4 separate regions of the Mus musculus genome follow, and regions 1, 2 and 3 are each linked to region 4. Evidence: chromatin contacts called from public HiChIP or PLAC-seq data. All regions are on one chromosome and are shown on one strand. Each heading gives the region's core, a stretch centred on a gene start, on an enhancer-like site or on the middle of the called end of the contact. The rest is flanking DNA. Distances are from core to core; before and after follow the strand shown.

Region 1 (3,175 bases), core at 276-2,775, 610 kb before region 4:
TGTGTTTTCTTACCTCTGAGAACCCCTTCCACTCAATAGATTTTGTTGCTTGCTCCTCTGTGTTGGTACCATACTGGAGATGGAGGGCTTCCTTTTCCTTCTCTGCATTTCAAGCTTACCTCTCTACTTTGTTCTGGAGAGGCAGTAGCTTTTCATCATCCTGGTCCCATGTCCCTGTAGCTGAGAAGCACTGCTGTGGATATGTGATCAGCCTCGGATAGACGAGCATTTTCAGGCTTTGCTTGCTAGCTTAGGCTTAGGCGCTGATGGTGGTCCTTTGTTCCTCCCCTAGGAGCAGGGGGCTGTTTTTCTCTACATCTTCTTCAAAGCTGTGGATCTGTGCCAGTCTTCTACCCTCTCAAGACAGGATTGGTTTCTTCCTCCATGGAAACAGTGGCATCTTGCCTAAGGCCTGAGCAGAAGAGGTTTTGCTATTTCCCCAGGCGACTTTAAGGCATTTCCTTCACAGGGCAAAAGAATCCCAAGAAGGAAAGAAACAGGGGTATTTAGTTACCAACTCCTGTCACTTGTTCATGCCTATTCCTGAGAATGTTAACTTCCTGGCACTTGTGGTCCACTGTAGATGTGGTCCAAGCATCTTCATTTAAGCTGGAAAACAGCTTCTGGGAGGTAATTTCAAATGTTTTCAGTTGGAGCTATCAATGTGGACATCAACAATCAGTTAAAGTGTAGACATTGACTACTTTATATGATCTCCCAGGTGGCAGAAAAACACACTCTGTTTGCTTCTCCATGCTCCCACCCAAGAGTATGTTAATAGCATGAAATTATGCTTTGCCCAAATGGTCCAAGTGAACTTAAAGAAGGTAAAGTGAAAAATTACAGGCAGAAGGCATGCTTAAAGCTGAAACATCAAACGCCAGTGACTTATGGACAAGCAGCATGGAGAAGTTGAGCTCTCCCTGAAACCAAAGCCAAGACAAAACACAAGATTAAGAAACAGTTTAAATTTTCCCAGAGAAGGGCTGGAGTCACTGATGATAACCATAAAAGCTCTTGTCGGGAAGGTATTGCTGGCTCACAGTACAGTTGTGAAGCCACATCTACATCAAATGGCGATTGCTGCTTAGCATGCCAGCTTCAGAAACTGTAAGTGAGCTAGGGATGAGAGGGGCAGGAGAAAATGTAGCTGCTGTGAAGGAGGATTTAACTCATAGAGTACAACAGCATGGATTCTTTTATGGCAGGGAAGTCCACCTGCCCTACACCCTGGGCTGCTAGAAGTACCATGAGTGAGGTTCAGGAAGACACGAGGATACTTTGGAGATAGTCTCTAGAGAGACGTGTTGGCTGTGAACCAGGACAGAAGCCTGGAGGAGGCCCTTTGTTATTCTATATCCACTTATTCAGGCCTGTCTCAAGAAGATAGGCTTCCCCTTTAAGGAACAACTATTAGTCAGTGAGCAACAAAAGCATTCCCTCCCCACCTTAACTCACACCTCAGGACCTAGGTGTTGCAATCCTGAGTCATAGGGGTTTGTGCCTGGGCACATGATTCAGTCAGAATCACCAAGATGCTCTGTTGAAAAAGAAGCCTATTCTCTTTTCTGATGAAGCTGAACTGAGAGGATATGAGTCAGAAGTACGCAGGGTCGTGATCAAAGTTTCAGGATGAAGCAAATGCAATGGAAGGTGGGGCAGCAGATGAGGGAGAGCTGATGACACCACCTCCCCCCCCCTTTTTATCTGGAGCCAGAATCACACCCACCAGAATTTCGGTCATATGAACCAGGGAAAATTGACTTTTTCTTATGTTGATCACATTCCTATTGTGGGTGCAGACGTATATGTGAGTGCATGCCACACATATACACACATGTATGTATAGGTCTGAGAACAACTTGCGAAGCTGGGTCATGAAGGTCCTGGGGCTCAGACTCAGGGTGATGAGGCTTGCTGGCAAGCACCTTAACCTATCAAATCAGCTTATCAGTTTACTTATTTTTCAGTTGAAATTTCTATCAGTTTCAACTAAGAGATCTCATCTTGACTAATATATTTATTCATAGTGCACAGTGTAGAGTCACAGAGTAATAAAAGACAGGTGTCCACCTGTTATTTCCTATATTGTCACTAAGTTGTTGAGAAGTCGAATTAGGGTGATTTTGTCTGTCTATCTATCTATCTATCTATCTATCTATCCATCTATCTATCCATCTATCTCTCTATCTACATGCTTTAAACAAAGTTTGTTTTTGAAATCACTACATATTTATGAGATGTTGTAAAGACATCATGAGGGGTTCTCACTGTGTGCTTTGCCAGTTTCCCCTCTTGTCAGCATCTCAGGTGACTATGACACGCTTGTCAGAGTGTGGCGCTCTTCAACTGACAAGACAACAGCTTTATCTTGGATTCCACAGCTCTCCCACCAAGGCCCCCCTTGTCTGGTCCAGGATCCCACCTTGCATTCAGTTGCCATATCTCCTTACTCTCCTCTGGCCTGTGCCAGTTTCTCCACTTGCCCTGTTTTACACAACCTTGGCAGCTTTGCAAGTATGGCTGTGATGGTAACTCTGGAGGCAGTCCTTGAGTTTGAGTCTGATGGATTTGTCATGAGTGAGGTGAGAACATTGAGTTCTGGAGAGGAACATCACAGAGCTGGATAGGGCGAGGCCGGACCAGCGTTGAGCAGGTGATTAGGACACTAACGCAGTGTGTGTTGAATGAAGGAGGCTCTCACTGTGCACATGGTCTTTCTATGGCTTAGTGCTGCTCTGAATCAGTGCACACAACATCAAGCAGGGGCACAAAGGTACATAGTGATCTTTATGAACTGTGAACATTTAAATGAGGTTTTACTTTGTGAAATTTCAAGCACAGAAGTATGAATTCATTATGGTAAATTAAAATCCCAGCCTTCCTGGAGGGGCCCTAGTGTGATTTGTTTCTACACAAGAACATCTTTATTCTGCCAGGGCTTCATCATTGCTATATAATTCCTTTAATTAGATTTATGCTTGTGTCTCCAAATGATACTCTTATAAAATGTTGTAATAGTAATGACAAAAGTTTTACACACACACACACATACACACACATACATATATAAACAAACACATGTATGCATGCACACATGTATACACACAAACACACAAGCACACACACATACATACCACCATCACATCACCAAAAAGTTATCAAGTTTCAGCAA
Region 2 (3,196 bases), core at 58-2,557, 570 kb before region 4:
AGCGTGCCATTTTCTTCTGTGGTATAGTTGACCGAGATCCAGTCAAAAACCTCTTACCCATACTCACGTGAGAAACCCTAGTGAAGTTCAGCTGGTCACATGCAAAAGGAAGATGAGAGGGTGAGGGGGACTTCTGGGGAAGAAGGGTTTTAAGGAAAGAGGTAAGATGTGGGAGGGAGGGGAGAGAAGGGGATGAAGGGTAACTATAACTGAAATTCCTTATGTCCATGTATGAAACTATCTAACAAAAGATAAAAGAATAAAAAGGAAGAGAGGAAAGGAGGGCTGTCTTTAGTGGTTGGAAAAACAGGTTAAACACACTCTGGCAGCTCCAAACCCAACTCTTACTTTCCAGCTCTCACCTTGTTACTACTCCTTGCTCACAGTCTTAAAGCCTTTGCTACAGTTGTTCCTAGAACAGCAACACATGCTAACTGACTCTGAAGGTTCTAGTTCAGTGGTTCTCAACATCCCCCTTTCATACCGTTCCTTCTGTTGTAGTGACCCCAACCATAGTGTTACTTTGTTCCTACTTCATAACTGTAATTTTGTTATTGTTATGAGTCATAATGTAAGTATCTGATAGGCAGGATATCTGATAGGTGACCCCCAAAGCGGTCAAGCTCTATAGGTTGAAAATTGCTGCTCTAATTTATCATTTTAATTCATACATTTTAGCCAGATATCATTCAGATAAAAATTTTACTGCAGGGAAAAAACAATTCCATGGGCATGACTTGTTCTGGAACCTTCTTTTTCCTTCAACCCCTATTTGCATCATCACCATCATAATTTTATGTTTAAAAAATAATAGTATTACAGACACACAAAAGTTGGACTACAGCGCTGTAGAGAGATATTCTGAGTGCAGAATGAACATTTTAACCACTGTGATCACCCTTAACAGTGATACTTAAAAAGACAGAATTGTTCATTTGTCAAGGTTATTTTAAGGATGAAAATTCTCATATAAATACATTTGGTATACAGGATGCAAAATTATCTTTCTGAAGCATAAAAATGAAAAAAGGTTAGTGTTACAAATAGTTCTTTGCTTTTCAGCTACACAGGGTGCTGATTGATTTACATAGTTGTTGCAATTAATACCTTTGAAAAAAATGTTTCCAAGAGACAGGGCATGTTAGTCTGCTTTTTGTTGCTATGACAAAAATGATTTGAAAATCAACCCTCAGAATGCCTGTAAAAACCAAAGTGGAAACAGGCTCCCTGTTTCAGAGATTTTACTCCATGGCTCTGTGGTCCCCATCTCTGTGGACACGAGACAAGGCTGAACCTCATGATTGAGAATGAGTAATAGAAGCTCAAGTGCCTACCTTGTGACTCATGGTGACCAGAAAGGAGAGATGGGGAGAGAGAGAGAAAATGGGGTAAACTTCTAGAGTAAGATTCCAGGAACACACTTTGTTTAAGTAAGTAACAGGCCTCAGAATCCAATGGCACCAAATTATAAGCCCATCGATGGATGAACACACTGACCAGGTCAGAGGCCTCACGATCCAGACACCACCATAAAGGCTTACGAGCTGGCAACCGAGCCTTGAGCATATGGCCTGTGAGTGATCATTTGGAACTAAACTACTATAGTGGACAAACACAAAATGTCCTTGTTTGTATCAGGTTTGATTACAAATGACCGATGCCCACAAATAGTGGTTGAAACAAAGAAAAGTTGATTTTTTTTCTTTACAAAGAATTCTAAATGTAGGTATCACCTGAGAAATGAGTATAGCCACCAAGGTCCTGTTTTGTTTTCATTTTGTTTTTAGCTGTATTGGCTTTAGCTATCATATCTGCTTCTGAGCTCTAAGATGAGAAACTGTAGGGCCAGGGAAAGGAGTCAGGGAATAAAGGGTGTACTGCTCAAGCGTTGGGATCCAAGCTCAGATCCCAAGTACCCATGTAAAGGCTGCGTAGAGTGTCTACATCCCTAGTGACTATACAGGCAGGTACCTGACACTTGCTAACCACCCACTCTATTTAATTGGTATGCTCTGGGCTCAATGACAACTGACTCAATAATAAGATGAAATGAAATGGAGGAAGATACACAATGTTGATCTCTGGCCTCTACCTACATGTGTAGGTACCACTCACAACACACACACAAATATAGTTGAAACAAAAGCAAAACCCCAAGATATATAGTTGGTATTAAAGGAATAATCAGGGTTAGGACAGGTGAATAGAGAGCTGGAGAGACCGGTGGATTAACAAAGCTAAGGCTATCGGAAAAGGCTTTATAGAAACCCACTAAGTAGTAAGCTAATTTCAGAATACAATTTTTTCAAAAATTTGAATGTCTTTCTGTCTTGTATAGGTGGACCATCCTGTTCTTTGATGACGTTGATTACTAGACAAAAATCAAAGAGCCAGAAATGGGATATCTTGCTATGAATTATTGGTCAGGGGGCCTAGAAATCTCTTGAACAACAGAGCCTACTGCCAGTACTTTTCACTATGCACTGTAGCTACACATTAAGAGCTCATTGCTGAAGACACCATTCACTTTGAATGCAGAACATAGAGAAATCACGGTGAATACGTCAATAACTTCCTCTCTCCTGGCCAACTTTCTTGGTGCCAGATATACCATGCAGCTTTCTAGAGGAGAACAGATATTAACAGGTTTACCCAGTGCTGGATTCTGCATACTATATAACTGACCTGACAGGCTTGGTGTGTCTACCAGTACAACAGCAGTATGACTGTCATGAGACAATCAGCTGCTTTCTGGTTAGATATGAAATCTACTCCACAATAAGAAATTCATTCCTCGTACTACAAACATGGTTAAAGGCCCATGGCTGGTCATAGGCCCCAGGGAAGAACCTGCTATTGTAGTTTTGTTAGATGGTCACTTGTCAAATTAGCCTTCTAAATGTCTATATGTAATGCTTTCTATAATATAATAGCTTGTCTATAATAGCTTCTTTCTGGAGTGAGCAGAAGTCAATACAGAGGCTCAACTATTCAAGGTGCTGAGATTAATCAACTGAGCATCTTCAGCTCTAAATGGAACATCTTTGTTAGTGTCCTGCCTCCTACAGGGCTCAGGGAACATCATGGAAGAGGAGGCAGAAAAGATGGGAGAGCTGGACGGTGAGGAGGGGTTCTGTGAACTGCTGTTTCTGAATATAACATGGTTACCACACTTAAGAACTAACAGCATCTATAG
Region 3 (3,574 bases), core at 708-3,207, 550 kb before region 4:
AAGTTCCTTTCTGAACTCTGCTTGGAATAGCTTTGTGACACAAGCTAGTCTTGGTCATTCTGGAAGAGAGAACCTCAGTTGAGAAAATGCCCCCACCAGATTGTCCTATCCACAAGCCTGTAGTGCATTTTTTTTATTAATAATTTATGTGTGAAAGGCCCAGATGACTGTGGGGGTGGGGGTAGCATCTCTGAGCTGGTTGTCCTGGGTTCTATAAGAAAGCAGGCTGAGCAAGTCATGAGGTGCTAGCCAATAAACAGCTCTCCTCCATGGCTTCTGCATCAGCTCCTGCCTCCAGATTCCTACCCTGAATATCCTCAGTGGTGGACTATGATATGGAACTGTAAGTTGAAATAAATCCTCAAATTTCTCCCTAAATTGCTTTGGGTCATAGTGTTTTATCACAGTAACAGAAACCCTAACTAAGACAAGACTCTATACAACAAATACTTGCTGAATCCTTACCTTCCGCTTCAAGATGTTGTCCCTTTCTTTCTAATTTGACATGGCTTAACTATGCCAGTGGTCAGGAGATGAGAGTTGACAAATTGGGAGGGAAAATTGTAACTGAAAAAGAACACAATATATCTTTTACATCTTTAGGAATATAAGTTGAAAATATAAAAACCAACCTGACTTCCTTTATTCCTTCTTTCATTTCTTCTTCCCTCTCTCTTTTTCTCCCCCTCCCTTCCTTCCTTCTTAGCTCACCGTAGTCCTTAAATTCTATCAGTATTCTTGACTATACAGCATAGTTAGAATGCACCTAGCACACAACCAGCTCCCCTGCAATATATCCCAAATGTTTTCTTTTAAAATTCAGTCCAGGTTTTCTGAAATTGAAATTCACATGCAACTCATTTGTAGGATTGAACATACATCTTATAGTACACACTGGCATTAAATTGAAATGTGAAGGATGAGAAGTCATTTGCGTGGGCAGGAAGCCAAATCATTCCTGGAGTTCTGCATGCAGGCAATAATTTACATCGACAGGTAGAAAACATGTTATGTGCTCTTGGTACAATGATACCGCAAAGCCTGGCCATGACTCATAACTCAGCTAGCATTTATAAATGCTCAAAAAATGTGGGAAAATGGATGAAAACTTGTTCTTGTCTGAACTCAAAGGCAACGGAGTCCTTGGGATCTGACAAGAGAATAAAGGAACAGGAGCAAAATAGAGGATGGGTAGGTAGATAGATAGATAGATAGATAGATAGATAGATAGATAGATAGATAGATAGATAGATAGATAAGGCCAGGCAGGCAGACAGACAGACAGAAAGACAGAAAGACAGACAGAGTTAGTGAGTGAGCTTTGGGTTTTATTTTCTATCATTTCTGGAATCATTCAGGACTTGAAAGAAGAGTTAGTGACATCTGTTATTGTATTCTTTGCCTCATTAATTTAAGATAATGTAATTGTTACTATTGTTAATCACTGTGATCAGCTCTAATGTTTTTTTCATCTCCTTCCTATTTTCTTTGAAATTGTTGACTGTGAACTAAAGAGCTTCAATATAAGCATTTCCCTTAAAATTAGTGACATTTGTTTTCTGTTAACAGCTGGTGGGAGCAGGCTAGACAGAGGGGAATAAAAGGACAAGCCACAGTCAGTGGCCTGCCTAATGCCAGCATAGTCAAAATTCCAAGACAATGATGACTATAGCCTTACGGTGAATAGCTCTTTTCCAGGGACAAATCGTATTAGTTTTTCATTTTCTTGAATAACAATTGATCTTTTCTTCCCTTGAACTTGTCCTATCTCCCCCCAAAGCCCTTTTATACAACATTTTTGGGGGGAGAGGAAATAAACAAACAAACAAACAAACAGTAAAGGACTTCAACCTTCAGTTCAGTTAACCAACAAACAAACAAAAGCAGCAACTGAGCATGCCTAGACTGCCTTCCCCAACCAGCTGTGCCCTGTTGGGCACACTGCAAAGATGCTGCCTTCTTTCTCAGTCACTGTGTGCACCCACCAGCTGTCCTACTGGGTCCCAGTGTGCACTACAAAGTGAAATCAGGAATGTTCTGCTTTGTTGTGATAACAAAGTTTGAGCTGCTGGTGGATCAAGCTGTTTCTCTCCAGACACTTAGCTCAAAAGATCTGGGTTTCTGGACAGTCCATCTTGTTCTTGTTTTCTTGGCAGTGCTCACAGCAGCCCTCCTGTGACTAGGGCAAAGTTTAAATCTTGAATTGGGAAGAGTCGGGGGCAAGTTCCCACAGGTGGTACTGTTCAAATAGTCGCATAAAGTGCTTCCTTTGTCGTTAAAACCAACCCTGTAATCTGTCCCAAGTGAAATGGGGCATTGTTTCAGAAACACCAAAGTAGATGGCTGTGTTAACAGGACAAAGGGAACTTTGTGTGATGAGGCAATTGTTGAACAAACTTGGTAAACAGTAACCTGTGAATAATATGAAAACCTCAAAGCTCAAACACCAGATGTTACTCAATTTTCATTGTGGCTAGGTTTTAACCATCCTTTACAAGGTGTCTGTGAATATGAAAGTCAGAGAGAAAATTATGCTCCTCATCTGAAGTGCACAAAAGGCAAAGAACTTTCTGCATGTTTCAATGTGTCCCTCCATGCTGAGACTGTTCCTGGGGACGCAGTAAGCCCTTCAGTGTTAGGTGTAGTAAGACATAGGATGGAATAAATTCTTGTGCACTGTTATCCCTTAGACAGTATTAATGGCATATCTTAGCTTTCTGAGTGTTATACACACCCCTAATTCCTTCACAAATGTTTGTTGTATATCAAGAAATAGTATCCAGCAAACTCCTAAACTTTTCCAGCCTCAGTTATTCCAGTTACTGTGAGACATGTCAAGACTTCTCTCCACAGCCTATTATTCTCTGTTTATATTAGTACTACATGGAAGTAGTTGAGTAAGATAAATGCCCATTACAACAATTGTTACGTCAACTTAATTCAAAAGGAGGCTGAAGGATTGGCTGTTTTTCCATTTAAATAAGAGTATATCTTCCCCCTTGCTCCTCCATTCTTCCTTTAATTCTGTGAATTCAATGTGGTTTTTTGGATAAGAGTTATCTTCACATTCTCAATCATCTTTTCATATGAAATATATTAGAACAGTTTGCTAGTTTCTGGTAAGATGATTTCAGAGTTAACCCTGGTACCCTTTGAACTGAGATTCTTGCTAATTTAATTTATAGCTAGGTGTCATGACACACCTAAAATCCCGGGCCTTAGGCGGTTGAGACAGGAGGCTTATGTCTGAAGCCAGGCAAAGCTACATAGAGAAAACCTACCCCAAAGTAAAGTAAACTTTTCCATACGCGGTCTCTTATCTCTTTACAGGGAGCTACATTGATTTGTTTGATCTAAACTTCAGACAGTCATAAACCACACTAATATGGGTGAAGACAAACAGCCCTTTTGTGTGCTGAGTCTTAACACAGGCTTTGCCTGTGAGTGTTTCCTGCTGTGTCTACCCCACCAAGAAACCGGTAGAAAGAGTACCATGGAGATGACCATAGAAACAGGATCGCTGACCTCTCTCAGGATCCTTCACTGCAAGGTCTCTCAAAACCTAGTGATACCT
Region 4 (3,240 bases), core at 720-3,219:
AACATGAGGTACTTGTATCTCATTTGGACCAATTAAAAATGATTTGGATATATAATGTCCTTTTTTAAAGGTGGTCACACTAAACCTTTAAAATTCGATGCACAGCTGATACTCGTACATCTCCACCTTAGACTCTTCACCTCTCATGGGCCCCATGGTTGGTTACATATGGCAACAGCATACTGAACAGACAGTAGAAGGGCAAGAAATGGTTGATCAACTTAAAAGTTTTGCCTAGAAATCCCCCAACCACTTGGTGGGGTTCAGAAGAGAGCAACCCTTATTGAGTCCCAATTCTGTGCTTTATTAAAATATAATAACTTGTTTTATTGTCACTTAGGCATCCCAGCTAAATGGCAGCTAAAGGGTAAATCTGATGAACTGGGCTCACGATCTTGCCTCAATTCCTTCGACCACTGTTGTTTATGCTCAGGGCATCTCAGTCTGCTTCCTCACCTCTAAAACTCGGAGTAACTGTATCTAGCTTAAGAAGCTATTGTAGGGGCTGGAGAGATGGCTCAGTGGTTAAGAGCACTGACTGCTCTTCCAGAGGACCTCAGTTCAATTCCCAGCAACCACTTGGTAGCTTACAAGCATCTGTAATGGGATCCAATGGCCTCTTCTGGTGTGTCTGAATTGAGAGATCGTGTACTGATATATATTAAATAAATAAATAGAAGAAGGAGGAGAAGATGGAGAGGAGAAGGAGAAGGAGAAGGAGAAGGAGAAGGAGAAGGAGAAGGAGAAGGAGAAGGAGAAGGAGAAGGAGAAGGAGAAGAAAGAAGGTGTGTACCAGCACACAAGGCCTTAGGTTCATTTTAGGGTCTCAGATAAAAAGCTAATCCTTGAGACCGAGTCTTTTCAGTGGAGGTTCAATGCACCAGACTATGGGTAAAAATCCTTAGCTACTGATGATGATACTTCACTTGACATGTGTGTACCTCGATTCCTCTTCGTATTCCCTGGGGACTCTTTAATGAGATCTAGCTCCAGCCTGACTCATGCAGATAATAATAACAATAAAGATTATGATTCCATAACCACACATATACAAAGTATGAGACATTATCGCTTCTACCTCAGCAAGTGACAAAATTAGTCTACAATTTTTCCCGGTCCCTGACAAATCTTCTCACCAAGTAACCTGATAGGCTGCATGAACACTTTAATGGTTACTGGCTCAGTTCTTTGATGCACACTGTTCCTGTTTCCAAAGTGCCTTTTTCTAGAGTGTTCCCCAGTCATATCCTGTGGCCTTTCAGGTCAGGTTGACTATGTCAGGCAGGAACTCTTCTGACCTCCAGCATCTATTACCTCACACACTACCTCATACTGTCATCAAACTACTTCAGAGATCTGTTTTTTTATCTAACTACCCAGAGGATTCTTAAAGACAAGGCCCTTGTGGCTACGTGTTTTTTGTACAATACTGTACTTAAAATATTTTATTGACTAAATACATGGATATATTTCTGTGTCATGAGGCTGGGTTTATAATAGATATTTAAGTCCTGTTTAATTAAATAATTTGGGGGTTTGAAAAACTGCATAGTTCTCTTCGAAGCCACAAAGCTCTGCCATGGTTTGAAGGTCTCCAATTGTCTAATTCTCCTGTCTCGGCCACATCTCTTAGACCTCGAATGTGAGTTACTCAGTCTTCCTGAGTTTCAATTTTTTTCTTTTACATGTCTGCTTAAGAGTACTAACACTGTGTGTTATTAATATCTTCGAGCAAAAGAATGAATTATCCTGCAAAGCATATGATCACAGTGAATCAGAAAGCAATCAAACTATATGGATACCGAAAACTTTGGCCCCAGGTGAAACTGAAAAATGAAATTGAAAACAGTGATGCAGCCGTGTGCACCTCTCCTCACTCAGCAAAGCAGCACAGAATGTACAGGGGCCATGAGGAAACTCTCCATGCCCTCAAAGCGATGAGCCACCATGTGTGAGTAAGGCTGAGGAGAAGGAAAAAAATGCTCCTGTGTCTGGCAGGCCAGAGGAACTCCCAGTTCTGGGAAAGATGATCATGACATAGACTTGAGTCACTTCTCTGCAGTTTGTCAATAAAAGCCCCTAAGGGACAGTGTGGACTTTAGAGATAACGTCATGATGACATTCAGGGATCTGTAAGTTCCTGGGGCTCCCATAAGGTTCTGTTCTCCATCTTCACCCTTTTGGAGGTTTTCATGGAGTTGGGAAATTAGCAAACACAGTGAAATGGTGACTGTTGGCAAAGCAAGGCTCCCTTTGAAAGTCTGAGTTTGAGGCCCTTAGAGACTGGATTGAAGGTTTTCATGAGAGCAGGCCTTCAGGTTTATACTTAATTGTTCTGATATGAGACTGCTATCAGAATACACACACACACACACACACACACACACACACACACACACACACACACACCAGCCAGTTCCGCCCTCAGCTGTCACCCTTGTTGCTACTGATAGTTCATCAGGGGAAAAACAGAACATTTGGCCATGTGAGTGTACTACACTCTCCTCCTTCGGCTGCTTGCAAGAGCCTCCTTTGCTCTTCAAGACTGTAATTTAAAATATTTGAAACCGAAGGATTCATCTGGCAGTGAGGGTGGGGAGGGCATCCTCTCATTTCTGTTGGATGGACCACTGTCTAGGCAGCTTGGTGACCACCTAGTCCAGACTACCTGCACCTGAGCAGGCAGGAGCTTCTGCGGTCCATTCTTGTCATCTAGAGATTCTGGAATCTTCTCTCTCCTCCAGGGCATGTGACCTATCAGTAAGTCCAGGCAGCCCGACCTGTGGAGACCCCAAGGCTGTCTGTGTTCTCCCGGATGGATAGGACCACCCTGTACTAGTTGCTGTCTTTCTTCCATTCAGCTGCAGCTGAGTTCTGCCTTGCCCCTCCCTAGACTCCATCCTCAGGGACTCCTCTGTCATCGCTCTAGCTGCTCCCAGACTGCTTGCTCTCCATGCTCCTTTCTCTGCAATTCTCTTTCCTCTGATCTTTGCCTGGTTGGATCTCCTTCAATCTAATTTTATCACTTACTCAAGGATGTCTTACCTGGCATTCTGCTTGAAGGACTCATCTAGATACCCCTTATTATATCACCCCAAATCAATTGTCTGCAAATATTTTACTATTAATTTTCTTATTGATTAATTTGTTTACCATTTATCTCTTCCTATTTAGATATTGTCTAGGAAAAAAAAACTCCATGGAAATTATATATACCATTGTGGCCTAGGCTGGTCTAGA

Evidence for each region. HiChIP or PLAC-seq counts read pairs in DNA pulled down with a chosen protein or histone mark.
Region 1: a contact with region 4 is called in an H3K27ac HiChIP or PLAC-seq map of the NIH/3T3 cell line, with 2.7 times the contacts expected there. The contact joins two enhancer-like sites. A contact is called at or near these places in 9 of 39 promoter capture datasets (the 3T3-L1 cell line, the C10 cell line, embryonic stem cells and 4 more), 1 of 484 Hi-C or Micro-C datasets (bone marrow-derived macrophages) and 4 of 115 datasets of contacts at active chromatin or transcription factors (the 3134 cell line, the NIH/3T3 cell line, cardiomyocytes and 1 more).
Region 2: a contact with region 4 is called in a FOXA1 HiChIP or PLAC-seq map of pancreatic cancer cells. The contact joins two enhancer-like sites. A contact is called at or near these places in 5 of 39 promoter capture datasets (the C10 cell line, hematopoietic stem and progenitor cells, liver and 1 more), 1 of 15 datasets of contacts at CTCF or cohesin (the NIH/3T3 cell line), 1 of 484 Hi-C or Micro-C datasets (bone marrow-derived macrophages), 2 of 115 datasets of contacts at active chromatin or transcription factors (CD8 T cells and pancreatic cancer cells) and 1 of 9 other capture datasets (embryonic stem cells).
Region 3: a contact with region 4 is called in a FOXA1 HiChIP or PLAC-seq map of pancreatic cancer cells. The contact joins two enhancer-like sites. A contact is called at or near these places in 8 of 39 promoter capture datasets (the HPC-7 cell line, cranial neural crest, embryonic stem cells and 5 more), 1 of 484 Hi-C or Micro-C datasets (bone marrow-derived macrophages), 3 of 115 datasets of contacts at active chromatin or transcription factors (the NIH/3T3 cell line, embryonic stem cells and pancreatic cancer cells) and 1 of 9 other capture datasets (embryonic stem cells).

What each region holds. Positions count from the first base shown.
Region 1 is chr2:61,307,756-61,310,930 of GRCm38.p6, reverse strand. No RefSeq gene overlaps it. Among named protein-coding and RNA genes, the nearest start is that of Gm26422, 29 kb to the right of the region's middle. Within about 2 kb of position 1,525, at least 44 of the 459 cell types and tissues checked have an H3K27ac peak or open chromatin away from gene starts, as enhancers often do. A contact at or near this core is called in the NIH/3T3 cell line, where this site is marked.
Region 2 is chr2:61,266,027-61,269,222 of GRCm38.p6, reverse strand. No RefSeq gene overlaps it. Among named protein-coding and RNA genes, the nearest start is that of Gm26422, 13 kb to the left of the region's middle. Within about 2 kb of position 1,307, at least 29 of the 459 cell types and tissues checked have an H3K27ac peak or open chromatin away from gene starts, as enhancers often do. A contact at or near this core is called in the NIH/3T3 cell line and pancreatic cancer cells, where this site is marked.
Region 3 is chr2:61,245,559-61,249,132 of GRCm38.p6, reverse strand. No RefSeq gene overlaps it. Among named protein-coding and RNA genes, the nearest start is that of Gm26422, 33 kb to the left of the region's middle. Within about 2 kb of position 1,957, at least 56 of the 459 cell types and tissues checked have an H3K27ac peak or open chromatin away from gene starts, as enhancers often do. A contact at or near this core is called in the NIH/3T3 cell line and pancreatic cancer cells, where this site is marked.
Region 4 is chr2:60,698,985-60,702,224 of GRCm38.p6, reverse strand. All of the region lies in intron 2 of Gm33436 (a long non-coding RNA gene), which reads right to left. It also overlaps a transcript of Itgb6 not described here. Among named protein-coding and RNA genes, the nearest start is that of Gm33436, 8.0 kb to the right of the region's middle. Within about 2 kb of position 1,969, at least 71 of the 459 cell types and tissues checked have an H3K27ac peak or open chromatin away from gene starts, as enhancers often do. A contact at or near this core is called in the NIH/3T3 cell line and pancreatic cancer cells, where this site is marked.